4 separate regions of the Zea mays genome follow, and all the other regions are linked to region 3. Evidence: chromatin contacts called from public Hi-C data. All regions are on one chromosome and are shown on one strand. Each heading gives the region's core, a stretch centred on a gene start, on an enhancer-like site or on the middle of the called end of the contact. The rest is flanking DNA. Distances are from core to core; before and after follow the strand shown.

Evidence for each region. A called contact is a pair of places that touch in the nucleus more often than the background predicts.
Region 1: a contact with region 3 is called in a Hi-C map of ear, with 1.9 times the contacts expected there. The contact joins the promoter of LOC100274036 here to the promoter of LOC100277702 in region 3. A contact is called at or near these places in 3 of 25 Hi-C or Micro-C datasets (bundle sheath, ear and tassel).
Region 2: a contact with region 3 is called in a Hi-C map of tassel, with 2.8 times the contacts expected there. The contact joins the enhancer-like site here to the promoter of LOC100277702 in region 3. A contact is called at or near these places in 3 of 25 Hi-C or Micro-C datasets (bundle sheath, ear and tassel).
Region 4: a Hi-C map of tassel shows a contact between it and region 3, with 3 times the contacts expected there. The contact joins the promoter of LOC100280812 here to the promoter of LOC100277702 in region 3. A contact is called at or near these places in 2 of 25 Hi-C or Micro-C datasets (ear and tassel).

The regions. Positions count from the first base shown.
Region 1 is chr1:51,297,808-51,302,827 of Zm-B73-REFERENCE-NAM-5.0, forward strand. LOC100274036 reads right to left here and starts at 2,353. Exons shown (of 2, transcript NM_001148419.1): 1 at 2,037-2,353; 2 at 96-1,490. The coding sequence starts at 2,196. The coding sequence ends at 640.
Region 2 is chr1:51,362,347-51,366,802 of Zm-B73-REFERENCE-NAM-5.0, forward strand. No RefSeq gene overlaps it. Among protein-coding and RNA genes, the nearest start is that of LOC100274036, 64 kb to the left of the region's middle. Within about 2 kb of position 2,450, at least 19 of the 20 cell types and tissues checked have an H3K27ac peak or open chromatin away from gene starts, as enhancers often do. A contact at or near this core is called in bundle sheath, ear and tassel, where this site is marked.
Region 3 is chr1:51,971,912-51,976,935 of Zm-B73-REFERENCE-NAM-5.0, forward strand. LOC100277702 reads left to right here and starts at 1,737. Exons shown (of 2, transcript NM_001151203.2): 1 at 1,737-2,957; 2 at 3,106-3,820. The coding sequence starts at 2,012. The coding sequence ends at 3,491.
Region 4 is chr1:52,486,160-52,491,072 of Zm-B73-REFERENCE-NAM-5.0, forward strand. It overlaps LOC100280812 (WRKY55 - superfamily of TFs having WRKY and zinc finger domains), which reads left to right and starts at 3,330. Exons shown (of 3, transcript NM_001411377.1): 1 at 3,330-3,605; 2 at 3,722-3,826; 3 at 4,039-4,713. The coding sequence starts at 3,562. The coding sequence ends at 4,534.

The DNA.
Region 1 (5,020 bases), core at 1,103-3,602, 670 kb before region 3:
CGCTTCTAGAAGTTGTCAAAATCTTTTAGTTTCGTTATGACTTTTCGTCTTGATACTTATATATAAACATATCCCTCCAAAGAGATTACCATCGTCAGTAACTTTCAGTCGTTCATGTACTATATATACTATGTATTTACTCAAAAAAGAATGAGTAAAAATTAATTAGACGGGCGACGTACAAACACCTTATTAACGCTAAGCTACGTTATTTTTTCTGGACTTCTTTTTTCGTCTTCTTCTTTGGCGCGCGCGTATATACCCTACTACTAGCTACTTGCCGCTACGGAATTAAGGCAGGAGAACAGAATTAGTAAGAAACGGAGTAGAACTGGAGTGGAGGAATAGTCCCTCCTGCCGGAGGCAAGGCAAGGCAAGGGCGGCCCAAGAACAGCATCTTGAACTGAGTACTGTACGCCGTCGTCTTGGCTTCCTCCAAATAATATCCCTCTCTGTCTCTCCTTCTTCTACCCCGTGTCTTCAGCAGGCTCTGCTCCTCTGCTAGCTAGCTAGGCGCCCTCGGCGGCTGACGTACTGCTTGTGTCCGATGGACGCGGGTGCATGTCCACCGCCGATATATGATGCCGTAACGTGGATCGATTTCCGTGCCCGCGCGCCGCGTGTGTTGGTGGCTTGGATTCACACGCCCTGCGCCTGCGTGAACCACAGGCTGTCGTCCATGCTCCAGATGCTCTCCACGTCGAAGCTGCCGATCTCGAAGTCCGCGACGCCCAGCTCGGGGAGCTCGGATGACGCCCACGACGTCTCCCCGACCAGGCACGATTGTTGCTGCTGCCCGCCCAGGGCGGCGGCGGCGCTGGAGGCGTCGCAGCAGGCGCCGGTGGTCAACCACTCTGCGCCACCCAGCGGCGCGGGCCAGGGTTGTGCTGTCCCCGCGCCGGAATCCGAGGACGGAGAGGACGACCCGGCCGTGGTGCTTGACAGGTCCGGGAAGACGGCGGCGGCGGCGGGGTTGTTCAGTAGCTGGTGGTCAGCGGCGGCTGGGTAGTAGTAGCAGTCTGCGGGAGGCCAGCAGGCGTCCGTGGGCAGCTCCGGCGACGCGTAGAGGCCGCCGTCGTCGTCGGCGCCGCCGCCGTGCTGCCACGACGACGAGAGCGGCGTGTCGTCCGCGGCGGCGCCAGCTGGCGGAACCCCGGCGCCGCTGGCGTTATTGTTGGCTGCGGCGGCCTGGATGCGCTCGACGAGGCGGGGCATCCAGAGGTAGCGCATCACGTCCTTGAACTGCTGGCTGTTGACGTCGCATTTGAGCTGCTTGGCGTGCTTCTGCACGCGCGTGCGCCAGTAGTTCTTGATCTCGTTGTCGGTGCGCCCGGGGAGGTGCTGCGCGATCTTGGACCAGCGGTTGCCCCAGCGCGAGTGCAGCTCCAGGATCATCAGCTGCTCCTGCGGCGTGATGTTGCCGCGCCGGAGGTCGGGCCGGAGGTAGTTCAGCCACCGGAGGCGGCAGCTCTTGCCAGTGCGCTTCAGACCTGTGCATCATATCATATCATAGGCAGGAACGTATTTAGTAATCCACACGACGCCATTGCTAGCTGCTGATTAGTGATGTAGACGAGACATGAGAGTGTGTAATGTGTATATGTGATGGCAAGCTGCATATACTACGGCCGGGAACGAATGATGCTTAATAACCACTAAAAAGTACTATCTCGCTCGATCTCTTTCTCACTCATCAGCGTAGGCGGCTCTGGTTAGCTGGGATGGTTTCCTACCTAGCAGCTAGCCTATCTGTTTCCATATATTAGCATGAACGTGCACGTGCCACCACGAGTGCCCAGGCTTGTACGGCAACGCGGAGAAGAAAACGATATGCGCAAGTAAAGCTGGAGCATCTCTTGGCGGTGATCTGTGGGCGCGCGATGTGATAGGATAGAACCCATGAGCGAGCGAGGCGGCGGCTACGAATTGTGGCTGTTAGTTGTTGCTCAACTCACGATGATGCAAAGCTAGCTAGCTACCTACCTACATGTATATGCATATATATCCTATTCCTAGCTAGCTAGCTTCCCACACACCTGCTGATCGGGCGAGCGAGTTCCAGCGGCCCTCGCCGTGCGCGTCGACGTAGTTGACCAGCTGGAGGTCCTCCTCCACCGTCCAAGGCCCGCGCCGCAGCTCGCCGGCCATCACCTCCTCCTCGCTGCTGGCGTCTGATCTCTCGTGCGCCATGTCCATCAGCAGATTTCCCTTTGAACCGCCTACACGTTGATCGGCGGGCAGCTGGCTGCTGGAAGCTGGATGATGACCAAGTATATATGTGTGTGTGTGTGGTGATGTGGTCACAGCTGCTGCTGTGCTGGGAGGAGGAGAAGGCGGGAGAAGAGAAGGCAGGCCAGGAAGGAAGAGGAAGAAGAGTGAGATGAGGTGGGGCGGGGCGGGAGAGGAGGGGTCTGGCTTATATAGACGAGAGACGCAGACGGACGGAGCGAGCCGGCCCGGCCAGGAGAAAGGGAGGTAGGCTGGTGGACTTGGGTGGGAAGAAAGGAGCATGTTGGGGGGGAGCACGCCGCAACCAGGGAGATTAGTTTATCCCTTTTCATTTCGTCCCCCTTCTATTAAAGCCAAAAGTTCAGGGGTTAATCGGAGGCGATTAATTATTTTTTTCAGACTGGATGCATGGTGGATTAATTACTGGGGATTATTATATTTTAGTTAACAGCTAATTAATCGATCGGCTAGCGTACACGGGTAAGTAGGAGGGAGTTTGACTGGTTGACTCCATCGCCTGGGCCCCTGTCCCCGGCTAGCTCACTCGCACTCGCACCGCACCATGGGCATGGAGGCAGCAGAGCTCGCGGGGCACGCGCTCGGCGCGCGGGACGTGGGACCGGCTTGAGGAAAAAAAAAAGGGGGAAGGCCGGGCTACTGATTTGAGCGTAGAAAATACGAGCCAACTATAGCTAGTGTGGACGCATGTAAAGGCCAGCTCCGGTGGAGATCGGTGGAGTTTTGAGCACATGGAAAACCAAGCAAAAAAATTAGCACAAATGCTGGTGCCTCCTTGGTGGCGTGGAGCATATGCCTATAGCTAATAAGGAGGTTTGTGTTTCTTGCCTTTTCTGCTTTGTTTTTTGTTCTCTCTTGCACAGCATAATATGGCCTCTATTTGACTAGGATTTCTGTCACATGAATGGTAATATGGGTTTCTTGTGGTGGGAAATGTGTATTGAAGATTAATTAAGGTCCTGGACCTGATCTGACAGGGGTTCTTGGTATTTATTTCTAAGTGGTAAATGGCATTGCTGGCAACAACAAAGTTCTCTACAATAACTTCTTAAATCTTGAGACAGACATGGTTTAACTTCTTAAATCTTGAGATTTGGTGCCTCCGTAGACCTAGTTTGGATACTCTTGGATTGAAGTGGTTTGAAGGGATTAGAGAGTATTTAAATCCCCAATAAGTCAAAAACTCTCACGATACATCTCAATCCGCTCCATTCCCTCTTATTCCTAGAGTACCCAAACAAAGCCGTAGCGTATTCAAGGAGGTGGTGATGACAGTTTTCCTTCGGCAACAGCGACAACCTAGTGAGGCGAGGGTTTAGCAGATCCAAAGACTAGTAAAAGGAGTCAATTCTTTCTACCCCTCTTGAAAGAGTTTCACATTGTTCCACACGGATGGAAGGAACAAATTATATATCCAGCATCGTCCTTGAGTTCTGTAACAAGATATGGTACATTCTGCCTTCTATTCAACTAACCACGGGTAGAAATAAAAGCATGTATTGTTTGGGGGTGTATCTCTAGCTGTGATTCTCTTGTATCAATTTCAGGATCTTGTGACAAGAAGCAAGTGGCTATTGTAACAATCTGTTATAAGGAAAATATACATGCATGTACTAGCTCAGCAATGTATTTTTGAATCTCTGGTGATCAGTGTATTTTTTGAAGGAAGAAGACCTCAAAAGTTCTGTAGACCTCTCTGTGAGGTTTTCTTTGTTTTTTATTATTGGTCAAAGGTCTTGTTTTCCCTAATATATATCAAATGTAAGGCACTTTCCGAGTGTATCTTTAAAACATTAAAGGGTGCATTATGATACACGATTCCCTTAAAAAGGCCTTAAAATGTAAGCTAAAGAATGTGGGTTAAGTGTAAACTCAAGATTTATCTGTTAAAAATACATGGATAAAAAGACTAAATTGGATGTTTTGACTTATTTAGTCAAGTACAATCAGACATGTAATTTATTATCGTGTGGTTGTACCTGAGTTGTGGACTTGAAAGTCTTTACATTGTAAAGAGAGTAAGCTTTGATGAAAGCAATAAGACTACTACAATGCGTTGTATTGTGTCTTTCTTTCTTAAAGGGTACAGACTAACATGTCGTATAAATCGAACGCATATTATCTTAGAAATATCAAGCCATGTATATGTGACAATATCTCGACAGATTTGTATATATCTCCACCTTTTTTTTCTCTTGGCCTAGGAAAACTCGTTGCTCGCTCCAAAAGTGCACTTTGAAGATCAAGACAGCCGGCATTAAATTGATCCAGAAATGTTCGGTACTGGTTCGTTTCAAAACCACCGCCAGTTTTGAGTCCTTCTAGACCCTGAGGTCAACAAACGACGGCCAGGTACTAGTAGCTGTTTTCTCGATCGTCGGGACCAGCGGTCCGTTGCCCCCGCCGCTAGCTCGCCCGTCCCCTGTCCGCGTCGCCGGTTGAGGCTATCCACACTCATACTACTCTAAATTTCTACCCTAAAAAGAATATTCTGTCCTGGTTAGCAAAATTCTTTACTCTATACCAGAATCATCCGCACTCATGTTTACTTTATATCCCAACCCTATACCAACTACCACATATTATATTATTTTTTCTACTGTGCTTGCGTGCACTTCATACCGATTGTGGGAGAGAGCGTGCAGTCGCGGGCCCACCTCTGCTGCTGCAGCTGCACTGCCTCTGTTTGGCGTAGGTGAGAGAGAGCGCTAGAAATGGCGTAACGCAGAGCATGCAGTATCGGGTAGAGTCCTGCGCGCTGGAGCATTTTTTT
Region 2 (4,456 bases), core at 1,200-3,699, 610 kb before region 3:
AAAGCCTTTTTCCTGAAGAAAATTGTTCAGAGTTGACATGCGCTGGGACGAAGAAATAAAGACCCATTTGATATATGTTTGGTTTGGTATGTGAGTATAGTGGAGGGCGCTATCAGTGAAACCAGTAAGGTTTGGCAGCTTGATATGTTTGAACAAAAGAGCAAAAGGGAAGAACACAGTTGTGTTGTGCAAGCAAAACTGTTTTAAAAACCGTTTCTCGTTCTCTCTCTCTGTCTATCGAGGAACCGTTTCTCTTCCTCGCTCTCTGCCTATCGAGAGTGCGAGTAGTGGCCGCGAGGAGCAGCAGCTCTCTCTCCGCCAGTCCAGGCACACAGCCAAACCTTCGTAAAAATGGAACACGGGTTCACCCCATCGTCAACCTGCGACGTTGCAAAAAAGTTGCTTTGCTTCCCCCTCTGCCTTTTCGGCAAATCGAACGTTTCGGTGAAACAGCTATATAGGACGACACCTGTTGTGCCACGGCCAGCCACAGCCACTGTGCTCAAGGGGCTGTGGCCAACTCAAACTGGTTTTCAGTCTAACTTTTGTTTTTTACGTGCCAAGTGTTGCGCAACCATCCGCTCCACCACAGTGCAAGAAGTGTGCAACAGCAAAACTTGTTGGCTTGGAACTTTGGCGCTTTCGTGCGTTGATTCGCTGTTGACACGTCCTTTGCCTTTGGTTTTCCGAGTGAAACGTGACTGCAAATCTGCAATCCAGAACGCTTTGCGTGTTCCCTGCTGAGTATACGCATCGAAATCGCAGAATATATATATTCGGATAACTTTCACAGGGGACTCAAAATGCATTCCCGTTTCGGCGTCTTCAGAACCTTTTTACATTTTCAGGTTCTTCCCTACACACTTCACCTGAGATAAGAACAAATGGAAGGGTTCTTACATTTGCCATGCCTTCCCCTCAAGGAAAATGGGCATGATGAACTGCGATTACAATATCTCAAATCAGGCGCATTTTTCAGCACGTCTTAAATCCGGCGCGTTTTGTCAACTGCTTCTACTCATCTGTGGGTTCTTCAGAATCCTCTGAAGGTGCGTCCGACGACAGTGGTCCTAAGATGCCCTCTGAACCGAGGGTCAGTCCACTCTGTGGAGAGGTACAGCAGGAAGATGATCCGATTAGCTCAGCCACATAATTCATGGTTTACACATACAGTTGGAATCAGATGGAAATTATAATCTTATTGTCTGTTAAAACAAACAGCTATCGAATTGCAAGGCCCAAGATGCCTCTGAAATTGGCTGTGCAGTGTGAGGCGCAAGGCTGCTGTACCAATTTTCTGAAGAATACTCAGCATAGGTTTCGTATCTTCATCCATCAATACGAGACGAGCTATGAACACGATAGAGATATTCCTTGATAACGTTCTTTGCCTAGCTCATCTACAGGAAACAGATAGCCCTTCCCATCACTCCAATCTTTACTTACCCACCAATCAAATGCAGTAGTAACATCATATCTGTCTTTGCTTATGGATGGGAGGGTGGTGTCAGCCCGTTCCATCAGGCAAGAAGGCAAGGCAACCAGGCAGGCCTCACACTCCTGGTCCAGTCATGGGCTTACAGCACAGAAAATCGGAAATAGACAATGCCGTGACGTTTTTGCTCTTCAAGGTGGAGCCGGTGTGGTATTACCACGAACGCAGTGAACAACAAATTGGGCTACCGAGTTCCACTTTCGTATCAAAAGGCCCACTGGATACTGACGAGATGAAAATCCAACAGTTCCTTTTTTTTTCTCAGCTTAAACCGACTTGAGGACAAAAATCAGCCCAACATTGTTAGTGGGCTGCGGGCGGGCTCAAGCTTCGGCTGTTTCCACGCAGCACGGCTTTACCTGATAGATACGAGCATCTTGATACCTGTCTGCCTGTTCGTAGCTGCGTGGTAACGTCAATGAACAGTGACGGCGGTTCATCCATCGTCGTCGACGGAAAACACCGCAAAAGGCTGGGGTAGTAATAACCATAACCAAAAAGTCAAAAATCGCAGGCCGCAGGGAACCGAGGGTGAACGAATGGTTCGCTGCCGTAGGCGCCAGAGCGCCGCGCGGCGCGCAGCTACAAGTCCCCGGAGGCTTACCCTTGACCGGTGCTGCCGTGTCCCGGCCGCCCATGCATCTCCCTCACTCCCTGCCGCCAGTGCCTGGGCTGGGCACGAGTTCAAACCGTCCAGCCAACCACCATAACTGCCCGGAAAATCCGCCACGGAGAGCGACGCCAAGAGCCCAACGAACCGGCCATCGCCGTACGACGCGGCACATCGCGTTCTCCCGCGCGACCGACGCGCGACGCCGACCACGCCACGCCACGCCGAGGTGTCCGCCCCCACGTCGAGCAGCGCGCGAACGCCTGTGCTGTGCAGTGTCAATCTCGATCCGTCGTGCCGGTCGCTCAACCGGCCACCCCCGACCCCGGAGCGGGTGAACTGGGAAAGTGACGGGAAAGAGACTGGCGTAATTGCGTTGTTGTCCAGATGAGACTGCGCGGCGTGTGCACAGTACTGCATGCACGCACACCGAGCGACGTACAACTACTCCAGTATACCAGCTAGCTATCAAGGTGGCCGACGCTTGTTGGCTACGTTGAGATATAGCGCCACTGCACTGCCATTATCCATTCCCGGCGCTGACGACGCCATCGAACGCTCGCGAAGCCTATGCTGAGTTCTTGGCTGACCGTTGAACGCCTTGATTTGATGTGCCGGCCGGTTAGTTTTATAATACCACTATACCCCTTTTTCCTCATGCATAGGATAAGATAGGATCATATAGGACCATACCATACGTGCTTGCGTGCAGGCAGAGAGCCGATCCGGCAGTATCCGAATGTAATAAAACTAATAGCCGCGCTGCTTGTGCGCATAGTGTGTTTTTTTAGGTGAAGCGGCTATTCGTAAATAAACTCGGAGCTATAGATGTCCAAACGGGCCGCCCGGCCCGGTCCGGCCCGGGCCCGGTGAAGCCCGGCCCGTTTTGGGCCCGGCCCGCCAGGCACGATTAAAAAACCGGGCCGGGCCGGCTAAGCACGCGGGCTCAATTCCTTGTCCGAGCCCGGCCCGCAACGGGCCTAAACGGGCCGGGCCGGCCCGTTTAGCACGAAAAAAGCGGGCCGAAAAGCACGTTTTAGTGTAAAAAAGCGGGCTTAACGGGCTTAGAGCTAAACGGGCCGTGCCGGGCTAGCCCATCGTGCCTAATTTCCTGTCCGAGCCCGGCCCGCTTATTCGTGCCGGGCCGGACCGGGCCCGCATATAACCGGGCCGTGCCGGGCTCGGACCGGGCCCAAAAAACGGGCTTCGTGCCGGGCTCACGGGCTTCGTGCTTATTGGACATCTATACTCGGAGCCAGCGACGGATACAGAAATGGACTAAAACATGACTGATTTTACCACAAACTAGTAGGCTTTATATTTCTATCTTCTTTCTATTCCTTTGTCCTCTATCCACCACCTCTTTCAGGGGCGGATCCAAGGGGTGGACAAGGTGGGCCATGGCCCCACCTCAATTTTTTTAACCCCTTATACCTAGGTTTAGGTACACGCCAAAATAAAACAAATTTTTGTTTAGTTAGCGTGAACAAATCTAGTGAAAACTAGGTTTTGATCTATTTTTCTGTCGATACTTCACTGCTCAATCCACTCTTCACCTGAGCCATTTGATTCTCTTCCCTAGCGCAAGCCCAGTCGTGGCTCACTCGCTTCTTCGGTCATCGACTGACCAGTAAGTCGGTGACCTAATCCGCCCGCTGCAGCGCACCTTACCTTCTCATCACTCATCAGCTCGTCGACTCGTCAGGATCCTGCAGGCAACGTTGATATTTTGCCTCCTAGTCCGCGCCAGCAGATGGGCAAGTTGTTGGTGAGACCGTGGCGTCACCTGTCCCTCGCTAACTCATTAGAGTCCCACCGCGCGGTTGCAACACGACAATGGGTGTCGCTTGCCGTCACCGTCATCTATCGCTACCTTGCCTCCCGCACTCGCTCCTCCTAGCTGTCGTCGTCTCACTAACGCCAACTCACGACAAATTCGATGACTCGCCAGAACGACACGTTGATGCGGCTGCTCCGCCCTAGTGCCTCATCCTCAGTCAGTCCACCTATTTTCTCTCTCTAGCTCTCCTTTTGGTAGCCAAAAAGGTTTTTTTTGGTATTCATATCATTTTGAAAACACTAGATATTATCATTTAACATTCATATTATTATCATTAATCTATATTTATGGTCTAGTCTGGTGATTTGTCTCTTGCACTGTCGGCCCCACCTAGAATTTTGTTCTGCGTCCGCCACTGACCTCTTTATCTAATAGAGTAGGGGTTTTATTTTTATTTTTTCTCTTTTTCTTCTTCCTCCTTCCTTCTCCCCTACCCCCCACATCCTTCTCCTACGCAGTTTCATAAATGTAGGTGGAGAGTGGAGACCCCTTAGCCCCCTTAGATCCGCCC
Region 3 (5,024 bases), core at 487-2,986:
ATCCCACGCCGCTGAATGGACCTCAAACAGTTTGCTTTTACCTGAAGAGCTTAATTGGATTGATGGAAGCGCGGTGAGGCGAGATGAGGAATTGGAATCCGTTAGGGCTGATTTGGTGACTGGGGATCCCCAGGGAAAGAAAACCTCTTGCTATTCAAAATTAAATTGGAAGGAGATTCCTCCCCCATGGATCCCCTTGGGATCCCTAATCACCAAATTAGCCCTTAGGCGGCGAGCCCGGCACGTCCGTTCCGCTGACCGGGCCGTCGCCGCCGAGCGCTAGCGGACAGCGCGGGGCACGCCCGCAGTGACAAGCGAGACGTACGATAGAGTAACAGAGAGCCATGCATTATTAGGGTATATATATACTAGCAGGACGGAGTATATATATAGGCAGTCACGTCCGTTCCGCCAGCCACAACCAGGCCGTCAGCGCCGAGCGCTAGTGGACACCGTGGGCACGCACCCGCGCGCCGCAGCTAGCGACAGCAGTTTCCTGTGCCGCCGGCGGCAGGGCCAACGCCCGCCCGCATCCGCCATCTGCGTCGCTCGCCCCCAACACGACACCGCCGCGGCGCAAAACGATGATGCGAGTAGGTACGTGAACGTGAACGCGCGCAAGCATGCTCGCTCCCGAGTGCGATCCGCCGCGCGCGCGCGCAGCGCCAAGAGCTGGGCTGTGAACAGGCAGTGCCCGTTGCGAACGACGCGCACAGAACAGGCACAGTGCGTCGGTGTCCCCGGCCAGAGGACTAGACGACGACCGTCGACCAGTGCCTGGCGGCCTCTCTGGCCGCGGCCCGCGGCTCTGGTGTGCGTGTGCGCGTAGCGCGCATGGGGTCGCCACGTGGGGTGTCTCACGAGGCGCAGCGCATTGCAGTGCCTAGGATTCGACCTCGGAGTGATGGATGGATGGATGCGCCCTTTTCTTTTCCTTCTGCATGGCCTCTTTTACTTTTGCCCGATGGATCTCCCACCATTCTCCGCCGGTCGTCTTTAAATGCGGCGCTAAACGCTACCGCCTCCTCGCCCTGTGCTCCGCTGCTCTGCTCCACTCTCTGCATGCATGCCGCCTAAGCCTAGTAGTGGGCTGTGGTTAGTGTACTGGCTAGCTAGTACTCACTCTGCCTGCTGTCCCTACAGCGCGTGCAACAATGCTTTCCCGCCTGACCCCGGATACCACAGCTAGCACAGGGGGCATCTATACGTAGCAGATGATCAAAGCTAACAAATGACCACCAACCCAACCCCACCATTAGAGGCTTTGGGTGCAGTACTTTAATCCGGAAAGAGGCTGAAGTAGCATGGAAGCTATCTGTTTGTTCTTGCGTTTCCCGAGACGTCATTGTTTGGAATCTGACGGGGAAGAGGAAAACGGCACATATATGCGATGGCAGACCAGATGTAAACTTGAAGCTAAAGCAACGCTGCAACGGGAGAGGAGGGTCCAGGATGTGGCTACGTGCCAGTGCCAGTGCCAATGCCATCCTTAATTAACAACATATATGCTTCCCATTCCCAAACAACAACATCGACACTGACCAGATAATTAATCCAAAGTTTCCCAACGACATGATTGCGGCCATTATTCCTTAATCTCCATACAGTACTGGACAGTATGTGTAGTACACTACGCTCCACAAGCGCTTTAATTAACAAACACCTTATTAATACACATCAGCCAGAAGGCAGCAGCAGTAGTACAGGAAGGCACGCGGCTAGCGGCCACCGCAGCGCGCGCAGCGGAGTGTGCAGTTCAACTCGGATACTGCCCCACCCCACCACCACCAGTCCACAGCTTTTGTCGCCTCCCCTAGCAAAGCTCGCACGAGATGAAACCCTGAGCTGCCCTTGCCATCGCCGCGGGGAGGGCCGGAGCGACAGGGGCGATGCCGTCATTATATTGCGCCCTCCACGCGCGCCTCCAATTATAATGCCGCGGCACGCCCCCACACGCCGTGCTTCGCTGCTCCCGCTCGGCTGAACAAACGGCTCAGGGAACACAGAGGCTATGCAGCCACCGCAGCCGCAGCCGGAGCCCGCCGCCAACCGGCGGGCACCCTCCACGTGCTCCCCCGCACAGAGGCGGAGCGGTGGCATTGGGTGCATGGCCGGCCTCCTCCGCCTCATCTCGCCGTACCACCGGAGCCACCACCGGAAGCGCCTCACCGCCAAGAACGCGCCAGCAGCGCGGGCCTCCCAAGCACCGCCACCCCCGCCGTCCTCGTCGTCGCCCAGAAAGAAGGCGGCGGCCCAGCAGCCTTCAGCTTCGCCCGCGGCTTCTCCGACGAAGCCGACGGTGCAGCAGCTGATGACGACCGCTGTTCGGCGGCGGCGCTCCTGCGACGCGCCGCGGAGCCCGACGATCGCGCCGGAGCACCGGCGCTCCAGCTGCGACAGCCCCCGGGCGCCGCCGCCGGCCATCATCGCCCGCCTCATGGGCCTGGAGGAGTCCGCGCCGTCCTCGCCCGCCGCGACGCTGCTGCGGCCAGTCGTCCCGAGTCGTCCGCCTCCGCCGCCGCCGGCGGCGGCGCCGGAGACAGCCGCGGAGAAGCGGCGGAAGCTGCTGGGCGCGCTGGAGAAGTGCGACGAGGACCTCAAGACGCTTCGCCGGATCATCGCGGCCGTCCGCGCCGCGGAGATGCGCGCGGCCTCCGCGTCCGAGGTCTGCCCGGCTGCAGCGAAGACGACGGCGCATGCGGGCAAGGGCGCCACGGGGACGTTCGCCCGCGACAACGAACACGTCGAACAGTCGCCGTCGCCGTCCCCATCGCCGCCGACGCAGCAGCAGCAGCACCCCAGCCCGGACTCGGTGCTGGACGCCATCAGCTCCCCGAGGTTCCCATGCAGGAAGCGGCCGTCTCCATGCACGGATCTCGATGTGGGTGGCAAGGGGGGCGCTTGCGGTGCCGTCGGATCGAAGATCGTGAAGCCCTCCCGAACCCTTGTTTTCTCCGGTACGTACGCACGTACGTAGCATACATGTCGCTGTCACGACTCACGATATGCGCCAAAGTCACATGATCTGCCGTATGTCTTCTCCTTGACCAATCAGCAATGGGGTATGTGCCACGTAACTTCAATCGTGCGCTTCCGTACGTGCAGGCGACTACTGCAAGATCAAACCAGGCGGTGAGCTGCCGCTGCACGCCGTCCATTACTACCCGGTGCCGCTGGCGGTGGGCATGCCGAGGTCGGCCGGGGCGGAGAGCTGGCGGCACCACCGGCGGCGGTGGGAGCAGGAGGCCGCGGCGGCGGGGCGGGTGATCAGCCGCGCGATGGCGGAGAGCGTCGGGGAGGCAATAATGTGGGTGCGGCAGCAGCAGGCAGGCGCGGGCGACGACGAGCGCGGCAGGGTCGCGGCCGCGCTGGAGCGTGCCATCGTGCAGGACCTGGTGGGCGACCTCGTTGCCGAGATGATGCAGCAGCAGCAGGCGCAGGCCGGGCACGGGGCCGGCGGCGGCGGGTGCAGGAAGAGACTGTGCTTCTGATGCTGTGAATTCGGCATGTGCTTTTTTTTTCTTCTTCCTTGTTTTTTGTTTCTTTTGTCGCGTGGCGTCGCATCGCATGTGCTTGAATTTGGCAGGTCAAGGTCTCTGAGCTGTGAGGAATTAATAACTGGCTCTGCTGCTGTGGCTGCGCCATAGATGTCAGTAGTCGCGGGTACAGCTCGCCTGGGTAGCTACCCCCACCTGACTGACGATCGTGGTAGTATTAAAAGAACGGATTCGCCGCGGCGTCAGTTGTAGGTGGAGTAATAACAATCAATATGAAAGTGATGAGAAGCAACTGCCAAGTACGCTGGCGGGCTCACTTGGATTCAACTCTGATAGGTACTGTGAGTAGCACTGTGGTATATTAATGACAGCAATGATGGATCTGTGGGTATATTAGCATCCATATTTGGCATGAAGGAAAAAAAAGGTTGCTAGTCAACATTTAAAAAAATATTGTAGCGTGCACACTAACACTTTAAGCGAGGTTTCTTGAACCATGCCTCGTTTTTTTGCTTGAATTTCAGCATAGTTTCTGTTGGAGCTCTGAAAATCGAAGGAGGGCAAACCGAGCGAGAGATGGGCAAGAACGATACTCGTAAAATGCGTGGGAGTTAGCGCGCACGCAGTGCAGGGCCGCAGGCGGGGAGGAGGACTAGAGAGGAGCCTAGGATAGGAAGCCAGCTGATTGAAAATTCTCTGTGCCTAGCCTACTCACAGCCACAGCTGATTGAAAATTCTCCGCCACCGCGCCAGGAGGCCTGTGGCGTTCGCAATAACTTTGGGCGCTGTCCTCCGATTCAGGGAGCGGTTTCTTTAACCGCGCCGCTGCTGCCAAAAAAAAGGCGCTGGCAGCGCGTGCGTGCGGTAGCGTTGTACTGACACAGGAGGAGGAACCGTCCAGACACAGTCTCGTCACCCGTCCAGACACGGTTCACGTAGAGGAACTGCCAAGTGACGCCACTGTGCTAGCGCCGGGCTACCAGCAGTTACTGCTGGCTGTGCCCGTTCGGTTCGGTTGTGTTGTGTTGTACTACAAGTCAATCGAATGATTGTTCGTTGCAGGCCAGCGGACGCAACGCATGCATGTAGGGCCGGGGTCGTCAGACAGAGAAAAGATCGAAGATGCTCGCAGCTGCTGGCGAACAAGTTGTGCCGGCACGGCTGGGCTGCACCAGTTGGTTGATGGTGTGCGTAGTGCGTACGTGGCTCCACGTACGTCGGCAAGACAGCAAAAGGAAAGATTAGAGCTGTGCCGTCATAGTAGATTACTACGGGGTTTTTGCTGCCGAGGAGGCGAGGACGTCACTAACGATCGCGGCAGCAGGTCTGACTTCCGGTCGCCATCGCCACGATCCTCGAGTCTGCGTAAAAGAAGACGCGATACTCTGACGCTGTGAGCTAGCAAAGGCCTCATGATATATATCGGTCTCTTTTGTCATTTTGGCAGCTTGCTAGCAAAAAGGCACGACCGGTCTAGGTCACCACCAGCCCATGGAAAAGAAATCGTAAGGAAAGACATGCTGCCCA
Region 4 (4,913 bases), core at 2,080-4,579, 520 kb after region 3:
CTTTTCTCTCGTTCAAAGATGGAAGAGAAACACGCGCGCCGTCTTAGTTTTATGCCATCTTCTGCCGCAGTCTGCTCTCTCGCGTACTCTATCTTCTATGGCAGCGGTTTTTGTCCTATATATTAACCGGCGAGTGCTAAGCTAAGACCGCGCCTAAGCATGGTCAATTTCTTATAAGCGCTCGACGTGACCGCGCCACCTCGATACCTACTGTCGTTTATTCTGACCGTGTAGCGTACAGGCAGGCAGGCGAGCGAGGCGGCCCAGTTTTAACAAAGACTAATGAATCAAAAGGTGCTTTTCAGATAAGCAAAGACTCCATCGACCAAATAAAGGAGACCGATACCGACGCGATATACTAGTATATATATGGCACAAAACTTCGGCCACGTCTCTAACACACACACGCATAAAAAAAAGAGACAGAGAGTCCATTTAAAATTTTTAATTTCCAGAGGCTATTCGTTGAATGAGTTTGGCTTGGCCTTGGCCGTCCGCTTCGTGGTTTGACGTTTGGCCTTGACACTGCCGGCACGGCAGGCACAGTGTGTGTGGTATTTGTCCACGAGTACAATGCATACAATGCACCAAACTTATTGGTGTCATCGTCGTCTTCTCGACATTATACTATTATATATATATAGTTTCTTAAGATATGGGCGATAAGCTAGCACACAGTAAATGGCATTGTCATGCTATTTCGAGCGTTCTTTAATAAGTGATTCCAGGGTTAGGTTTCAGTGCTTCTCATGCCAGCGCGATTTTTTTTCTTAAAAAAAAAAGAGAAATCCATACTTGGCTTTACCTTTCATGCCACCTATTGTTATATAATATATCTTTACTGACCATATATTACCTTTAGTTCACGAAAATATCAACGCGTACCGAGTCGATTATCCTTAATAAAACAATCCGGTTACGAAAAAACTGGTGGTGAGAAAAGCTTTGCCTTTGCGAAGGGGCGGCATCAGCTGAATGCATGCATGTATATGTCAACATGTCACGAAATGTAAGCGGATGGGAAGACACGTAGACAGACCCAACTGCACGTTTTTTTCTATCCCTGGGTCTCTTGGCCCTCGGTTGTTAAACGTGTACCGGTTAACTGTGGCCACACTTCTATACTTCTTTTTTCTTCTCCCGTGTTATCAGGGACCGCGGCGCCATAGTTTATGTAGTACTACTCCGGAGTAAACGACTACTGCATTTAGAGTGGCGTGCATAAAATAAACACCTTTTTTTGTATACGCAAGTCAATGAATAAGCCAAGATCCGGACTGCTGAAGCCGAGTGCGTCGCATGCACCCCCCTTCTCCGTCCGTCTCTCACACACACACATCGCTGACCATGCAAGCTAAGCAGCCAATGAGGCGGCGATACCCGTCCCCGTTCTAGAAGAGGCAAGTGCACGTTAATAAAAAAAGGGGGGGCTGGGCGCTGGCGTGCCCCTGTCTTCCTCTAGGTTTCTTTTCTATTGTTTTGAGATGGACCGGTGTTGTGGTGTAGGTGTTCAAAGTGTTTGTAAATACGGAGCGGAGCATAGTATAGTATACGGGTAAATCAAGAGGTTAGGGTAGCCGCTCCGGATAATAAAATGCGGGCCTGTCTAGCTCAGCGGGTTGTGCTGTACGGGGGTAGAAAAGTCGTCGGAGCTCTCTGGTATCTATATATCTATCTATCTAAATGCCATCGCGCCGGCAGCGGCTGATTGGGGGTGGCCTGGCCTCCTACAACTGCAGGATCACGACGCGTCACGCGTAGCAACAGCGGGCATGGTAGATGGGTCCGGCGATCCAGTCGCCGGTGGCCGGGGTTAGTTTTAACTAAGACCGAGTGGGGGCGCGGGAAACGTAACAGCTGAGCTCACGTCCGTCCTCCGGGGTCCTTAAAAAACAAAGCTCCGCGGAAAGCTAAGCTAAGCACGCATAAGGAGGGATTCCTTCCCGCCCCAACTTGGTCTGCAGCATGTGCGGGTCTTTTTAAAAAAAGAGAGAATTTTTTTTATATATGACGTTCAAATCTTCACTCATTTCTTATATGGCATTCGAAATCATGAGTTTTCTTCGTTGCCATCGGTTTAAGTGTGGCACTGCCGAGGTCAATAGTTGTACAGTTCTAGAATGGCGTCCGTATTCATTTAAAATACCGATTTTTGCACTCTGCTTGGTAGTCCCCCATAATGGCGAGGCCTGAGAAGCCTACAGGGCCACAACGGCGCGGGATAGGAGCATTCGGCGTTACTTTGTTTTTTTTCTTGCAGCGATATGCGCACGCAAGTAAACGGATATTTTGACGGGATCTAACGGCAATGACAGCTAAAGGAACCGAAAATATAAAACCAGTGGGCAGCGGCATTGAGATGAGCTCATATTTTTAAATGGTACATAAGGAAAAAATAATAAGTTTTGGTGGTATATAAGAATTTTTCTCTTAAAAAAACCAGGCATGCGATTGGGATTCCTCCATCGGAACACGGTAGAATTCTCTCGTTTCGGGTGACCATTGGGAAGCGCGCCGCGCGCGCGAGCAGCTCCCAGTTGCCCTCCTTCCAAGCAACGGAGACGATTCCACTGGCCTCGCCAGGGAAACGCATCAATCAGGTCAAGCCCAGCTGGTAGGGCAAGGATAACCTCTCCCTTAAAATAATTAGTACCACTATAATGTTCGTATCACTCAAAGAATTTTAAATTTAACTAAATCTATATAAATTATTAGTATTACTTGTTTTTAAATAAATTTGTTGTAAAAATAAATTCAGCGAGCAATTTAAACAATACGAGTCATATACAATAAATAATAAACTTTTTATTTATTTGATCAAAAAGAATGTCGACTATTTTATAACAAAAGAAATACCAGTCCTGCCTCTTTTCTTTATTATTATTATTACTACTATTATTATTACTATTATTATTATTATTATTATTATTATTATTATTATCATTATCATTGCTATCACCACTTCTAAGCTCTAACTTGTTCCGTTCTGGTCTGGAAACAAGATTTTGAACCGGTCCGGCCGAAGAGAGGGATATTTAGGTAAACAAATACTATATAATACAAGTAGCCCAAGCTGTGAGATTAATGACGGTGCTTATGCAATAAACAAATACGCGCCACACAACCTCCGAGGCCACTTGTACGCAGCTCAGGCTCCGGCAGTGTTGAGTTGGGGGCCTCAGAAGAAGGCGCGCAGAAATTTCTCATCAGGTCGCCCGTCGGTGGGCGCGGGCACGTGACAGCGATACGCCCGGAGGCCAAGATAATCTTTGCATCGTTCTCGGTCTCGGTTCTGGAGAGTTTTATATGGCCGCGAGGTGTCAATTATTAATGGACTTCTCTCTCCCGCCCCTTCTCTCTTCGTGATGCTCCTCTGCTTGCCTTGCCCTGGTGTGGTGGTGTCTAGTCAAGTACGCTTCCGAATTAAAAGCGCTCTGGCCTGCAACCTGCTGTCTGCTCCGTCCTCCCACGGCCGGCCGCCTGCCCGCGTCTTCTTCGCCACCCCTCTTCTCCGGTCCCGCACCTGCATTTCTTGACCCCTTCCTCCACCGCAGCCAAACAATGTCTCCGGCGCCGAGTTCGCATCACTCGCAGATCAATTCGAGGTAACTAGCTGCGGCCGGGTTCGCCTGTGATCTCTGCACCTGCGCGGTTCGGTTTGGAAGGCGGCGCCTGATTTCGTCTTCTTTTTTTTTTTCTTTCTTGCGGGGAATCTTGGCAGGAAGGAGAAGCGGATGAGGAAGGTGGACACCTTCGCGCCGCACAACGATGGCCACCAATGGAGGAAGTACGGCGAGAAAAAGATCAACAACACCAACTTCCCCAGGTCCGGCCGGATTCTACATGTTTTGTTTGTTTTACTTTACCGGGGGGTGACAAATCTATCCTCGCCAGCGAAGAACCCGGCTTTTATTAGCCAGCCTCCTTTGACTTGAATGTTTGGTAACTTCCTCCCATTCTCCGCATCCACTATCGGCGGGTCGAATCCCAGCAAAAATGTTCGTTTTCACTCGCTCACAGGTTCTTGTCCCGCTGCAGGTATTACTACAGATGCACGTACAAGGACAACATGAACTGCCCGGCCACGAAGCAGGTGCAGCAGAAGGACCACAGCGACCCGCCATTGTACGCGGTCACGTACTACAACGACCACTCGTGCAACAGCGCGTTCCTCCCGCTCTCCCCCTCCGAGTTCCAGCTGCAGACCTCGTCCGGGAAGGCCGTCTCCATCTGCTTCGACTCCTCGTCCGGGACGGCGGCGGCGGCGGCCGCCACCACCAATGCCAGCGGCGGCTCGCCCTCTTCCAGCGCGGCGGCGGCGGCGGCGCGGCGAGGCACGCCGCCGGAAGTCAGCAACCCGCCCGTGCTGCGGCGGTCTGAGACGTACCCGTGGGGCGCCGGCGCCGTGGAGCAGAAGCCGGCGTCCTGCAGCACCGAGTACCACGACGCCTTCTCGGCTGGCGCCGCCGCCGTGCCGGAGGAGGTGGTAGATGCAGGCAGATTTGGATCTATCAGGTTCTTCCATTTTTTGTAAATTGATCACTCAGTGGAAGGAAGGCAATTGATGCCTTTACTTCGACAAACTAATATGATACAGTCATACAGATGTCTTCTTTTCTTCCTTCTTCTTTTTATTCCTTCATTACATGCCGAAGCTTACTACATATTCGCATGTTACTTTTGTTTTCTTGATTCGAAATCGAAATACCAATGCTAATTTTAATCCAACACTTCGTTTCTGCAATGGCTTGCTCGTCGATTAACGTATATATATTCAGGATATCATTTATATATGTATTGAAACAGAGAGAAAATAAATTAATGTTCCTATGAAACTCCCGGCAATGAGGGGGGGGGGGGGGGGGGGGGGGGGGGGGGGGGGGGGGTTAAAATCTGAACACAAGTTAAAAAAA